2 separate regions of the Mus musculus genome follow, and region 2 is linked to region 1. Evidence: chromatin contacts called from public promoter capture Hi-C data. All regions are on one chromosome and are shown on one strand. Each heading gives the region's core, a stretch centred on a gene start, on an enhancer-like site or on the middle of the called end of the contact. The rest is flanking DNA. Distances are from core to core; before and after follow the strand shown.

The links. Promoter capture Hi-C pulls out the DNA fragments that hold promoters and counts their contacts.
Region 2: a contact with region 1 is called in a promoter capture Hi-C map of pre-B cells. The contact joins the promoter of Ufl1 here to the promoter of Coq3 in region 1. A contact is called at or near these places in 3 of 39 promoter capture datasets (cranial neural crest, liver and pre-B cells) and 1 of 484 Hi-C or Micro-C datasets (granulocyte-monocyte progenitors).

What each region holds. Positions count from the first base shown.
Region 1 is chr4:21,878,324-21,881,023 of GRCm38.p6, forward strand. Coq3 (coenzyme Q3 methyltransferase) reads left to right here and starts at 1,323. Exons shown (of 7, transcript NM_172687.2): 1 at 1,323-1,473. The coding sequence starts at 1,365.
Region 2 is chr4:25,280,485-25,283,274 of GRCm38.p6, forward strand. It overlaps Ufl1 (UFM1 specific ligase 1), which reads right to left and starts at 1,337. Exons shown (of 20, transcript NM_001355512.1): 1 at 1,192-1,337; 2 at 139-284. The coding sequence starts at 1,268.

The DNA.
Region 1 (2,700 bases), core at 73-2,572:
TTACAGTCACCACAATTTTATTTCTGACACAGCTCAACTGAACTTACAGAAAAGCGTTTTGTTGCTGCGTGGGGGGATTTAGAGGGTTCTTTGCTTCCTACCAGTATTTAAGCATATCACTTCCTGCCTTTGCTGAAGCGAGACTGGGATGGCTATGGAGCTGTGTGGTGTACACTTAATGTTAAGTACAGTCCATGCACAGAAGTCCTTAAGAGTGTTAACCATGATTTTCCGTGGGTCTGTCAATCCAGCAAAAACATGACACTTCAACTTGTGTATAAAACTTTCCACCTTCATTTGGAGAAATGGCCATATACCTCCAAACACAGGGACCTCTGACAGTGATAGAGCAGCTGGTTTTCATACAGCTTATGAGGTTAGTATTTTAGCTCAGAGGATGAGAGCTTAGTAAGTTTCCCCGATTTAAAGGACAGCACTGCCTGCTGAAATGTAGAATGACGCCCTAAATTTTAGGAGTTTACCCTTCTTTTTATGAGGGCATTATTTTTTATTTTGTTGTTTGTTTTTTAACCGTTCCTGGTTTGCTTTTAGTTGCTGGGATAAAACACTGACTAAAAGCAACTCTAGGAAGGGTTTCTTTCTCTTTGGCTTAGAGATCCTAATCAATCATTGAGGGAAGTCTGGGCGAGATCCATAAATGCAAGCTTCAGATACAACCCAGTTCCACTTTCCAAAGGGCTGAACATCAATCAAGAAAACGCCGCCCCACAAACACGCAGTTCAGTCTAATGAAGGCAATTCAGGAGAGGGTCCCTGTTTCCTGGTGAATCAAATTAATGTCAAGTTGACAAAAAAAAAAAAAAAAAAAAAAACTAGTATGAACTTCATATTAGATTCATACTAGAATCTTTCATACTGCTCCGTTTCTACTTCCAATAAACGTCTAAACTGAGTGTAAGGAGTTTTCTGCTACATACGGTGTATCCTGAACAGAATAAAGGGTCAGTTTCAAAGAATGTACTTTAGATGTGGACTTCTGTTCTCTGTGATTACTTGAGCGCATTGAAAGAGAATGGGTTTCTCGGAAAAAGCATTTCCGTACTTGATTTTAAGCATTAGAGTCGGTTTTCCAAGACTGAGGAGATAGCTCGTAAATACGAAAACAGCACGGCGTGACTCGTAGGACGAGAAGGTAGGTAGGTCTTCGTGGCCTTTTATTAGGAACATCTCTTTATTTCATTGCAGACATAATTTGATAGAGGAGCTCGAGTTAACGGTGACCACAAATTCACATTAACTAATGCAAATGCAAAAGCCGGCATCCGCGAGTGTAGGAGGCGGAACCCTTCCGCTGGGGATTTGTTGTGAGGAGGGACCGGAAAAGGAGTAGGATTCTAGTCGCGATGTGGAGAGGTGGAAGGCTGGGCTCTCGTGGGGTTCGTCTCCTGGAAACGCTAGGGTTTGGGTGCCCCAGCGCGGTCGCCCAGCCTCCTCGCCTAACTTCACGGTCGGGTGAGTGTCGCCGGCGCGGAGGTTCTTCCGCACGCCTCGGGTGCCGGGGCGGCTCTGCGCAAGCGCGGCAGAGAGCGGTGGGCTGTCCGGCTCCGTGGGGTCTGGTTAAAAGCAGCGCCGCGCTGCCCCGTCCTCATCCCTGGTGACCTCCGGGACCTGGTGTTGCTCTCTCCAGCGGCTACAACCCTCCAGGTCTGAGAAGCCAGGGGAAAAAGGCTGAGGACTAAGGATCTGGGCCTCGGAGAGCGTGTCTCTTGTGCCGCCGCCGCCGGGTAGCCCACGACCTTTGCCCTATTTTATTTGCGTTCTATGAGCTTGTGGCCCGGGAGCCGCCATTCAACTTGCTGGATCCTGGAGGTGGTTCTTGCTTTCCAAACCAAACCAAGAAAGACACACGGGGAACGTCCTAGCGCTGCCTCACTACTTTATTGCTCACCATCTTACCGTCCCCGCCAAAGAATTTAAGGCATTTATGCTCTTGTTTGGCAAATAAAGTAAAGAGCTAACTGCATTTGGTGCTATAGATTTTTAAACGCAAGTAGTACGCAGATAATTAGGTTCAACCTTTACAAGAAAATGACCAGGCCGGGCGTGGTGGCACACGCCTTTAATCCCAGCACTCAGGAGGCAGAGGCAGGCGGATTTCTGAGTTCGAGGCCAGCCTGGTCTACAGAGTGAGTTCCAAGACAGCCAGGGCTACACAGAGAAACCTTGTCTCGAAAAACAAAAACAAAAACAAAAAAAAAAACAAAAAAAAAAAAGAAAAAAAAAGAAAAGAAAATGACCACTATATGGTAGAGATTGGTATGGTTGGGAATTTTAATATGACAGTAACAGCAATAATACCTATTTAAATACTACTGAAAAAAATAATTATAATTTTTAAGAGAGCAAGATATAAATAAATATTAATGAACTTGGAGATCTAGATGGAATTACGATTCCAACTTTAATTTTCTGGAGAGATGATTTTATACTCTTCTATTGTCTTTTATAAGATTTTATTGTCTTTATATACATTTATACTCTTTTATTGTTTAAACTTTGTCTTCCAGAACAATCCGAGTCATTGTTCCAGAGATCCAGAACATCTCTGGTCCATTTTTTAGAAACCTTTTAATGTGTGTCTCATACATCAGAAGACCCACCTGCCTCGGCCTCCCAAGCTGTTGTGATTGGCATGTTCTTCCCTTACGTATAGTCACCTCCTCCGTGCCTTTGCCAGCT
Region 2 (2,790 bases), core at 87-2,586, 3.4 Mb after region 1:
ATACCCAACACAAAGAGGAAAGAAGGAGCCATTGAGGAGAATGCCCTATAACCTCCACGTAAGTACTTATTTTTAATTTAATGTATTTTCTTCAAACATCCGGTAAAGACAAAAGCATGACACTGAGGAATTACTTACCACCTCGGACATGTAGCTCGTCTCTCATTTCTTTACTGATTTGGGCTGGAGTGATATATTCCTTGCCGTCAAGTGTATGGACTACTTCCAGCTGTTTCTGAGAGATCAATTTATTCACAATCTCAATGCAGTTCCGCTCTGACAACCTGTGCGAAGCCAGGAGTTTAAGAGTGTACTTGCTATGCCGCCCCCCCCCCCCCCAGGTATTTGAAAGCAAAATTTTGAGTAACTTCTACATTACAAAATCTGTCCTTTATTAGTATGATGATATTGGTTGAGTAATTTAAAAAGAAAACTTGAGAGTAGGTTTATATTCCCTTGAATTATTTATTTAATTCACACACGTCACTGTATTATGATTCTACAGATGTTCTCTCCTAGTCCTGCCTTCAAGTATCAAATTTTCCAGCTGAAAACAAACAAACTTTTCTTTAAAATCACAGTATGTTGGCCTTACTGGTACAGTTGGTGTACAGACAGGTCATGTGGCTTAGCAGAACTATAGGTACTATAATGTTAGCTACTCACAGCCATCTTGCACTAAATTTTTTCCCCGGGTTTTGTTGTTTGTTTGTTGTGAGAGTGTATGTATGTCTGTAGCTCTCAATGTTATAGAACAGCATCAACGGACTACTGTGTTTAGGTCCAAGAGAAATAAAATACTACAAGAACTCGTTGACAGGGAGACAAAGTCTATTCGCCTTATATATGCGATGTGTAATCACGGGCGCAGAGTCGGGGTAATTCGGCCACTCCCCCATTTCTGGAGTGTAGAAAAGTTGGTGTCCCGGAGTCCCTAAAATATGACAGATGGCATGTGGGCCTGGCTTAGATCTGTGGCTGCACGTAAAAAGGATTTGGAGGAGGGACAGACTACTTGCTGCGCGCTGCACTGGGGACTTTGCAAGCTCGCCCTAGGCCGGGCAGCGAGCGCCTCTACCGACAGCCGCCGCAGCAGACCGGCTCCGGGGTCCCACCGCGTTCCGGCAGGCAGTGCGGGAGCGGGGCAGCGTCCCGGGCCTAAGCCGGCTCCACACCGCAGGGAACCAGCACCTTTGCGTGGACTCTGCAAACTGCGCCCGCTGGAAGTCAGCCGCCAGCCGCCGGATCTCCTCCCAGGCGTCCGCCATCACTGCTCCGCTCGCCCCGACACAGGGAAACGGCAGACACGTCAGCCTTCAGCCTGCCGCAGGCACCCCGGGACGGACCGCGCAGAGGGCCAAGAGACCTGCGTCAAGGAAATTCGCGAACAGAAACGCGACTGCCGAGCTCTCCGCCCTCAGCTGGGCGTGGCCTGCGGGAAGCGGCTTCCTAAACTCCTACAAAGCCAAGCTGATGCTGACTCAGTAATCCTTTTTGCAAGGTTCCTGTTTCTGTCCAGCAACCATCAAATGATCTTCCGCCCTTGCTGAGCGGACGAGACATACTTCTTTTGTGGGACTCTTACAAACCGTGACTAATCCACTTTGAACAGTGAATGGGGCTTTTACTTGAGCCAAGAATGAAGTCAGTTTTAGAGAAACTTGTTCCACACTACTGCATCAGTTTGAATTTTGTTCTTCCAAAATGAATCTATTTGGGTATAGCAAACGCCATGGACTTCAGTTCATGTGTTCTAAAGCTTATTATTATTATTATTATTATTATTATTATTATTATTATTATTATTTACTCGGACAAAGGAATAATCGTTGCTGGGAGTGAAACTAGGGAAGGCAATGGCATTGTACTTCTTAGACAAGATAACTGCTGCCATTGTTTATTCACACATACCATTTTCCAATCTTAATCAATGGGGAAATCAGAAGGCTGATTGTACTTAGTAAAGAATATTTTGCTTCTTTCCTATGTAAATATATTAGTCCATATAACACGTCCAGTAGATAAATCCATTTGGCTTCTGAAGTGCCTAGCTTTGATTAAATTTAGAGAACTCCATGATAAAGCTTGGCATTCCATCTTATCCTTTGAAGCAGACTCTCTCAGAAAGGTAGGCCAGCCTCCCATCAAGTAGGTTTACTGGCCAGCCAGCCCCTGAGTTTCCTCCTGGCTTCATCTCCCAGTCAGGTTGATGATCATACCCAGGTTTCAAGATGAGCTTGGGCTCTGAATTCAAGTCTGTATGCTTGCACAGAGAGCACTTTAACCTTCAAGCATCTTCCCACCCATCATTTTAAGTGCTTTGGAGGGAGGGAGGGAGGGAGGGAGGGAGGGAGGGAGGGAGGTAGTAATTTTTGACCAATATATGATATTACAGAGGAACTTTAAACAGAGCAAACACTACGCAGCTGTTTTTTAAAGGGTAGGAGATTCTTTTAAAGAACGAACTTGTATAGATTTGGAGAGCTGACATTCCATTCTTTATAAAATTTTATGATAGCTGTCTGTAGTTGTACAAATACCTTGTTAATGTTGACATGCAGACAGTCTGTGGATAGTTGATGTCTTTAGCTACAGTGTGTACAGGATTTATTACACATTCTTGGAATCATTTAGAAATTGTCTTTTGACATAAAAACAAATTAGAGACAGCAATGAAACACTGTGATGCTTGAACATATGCATACATGGATAACATTTGCATTATATCAAACACCTAACATATATTATCCAAGATTAAACATTTGACATCCTTCCTCCTAGTGCTATAAG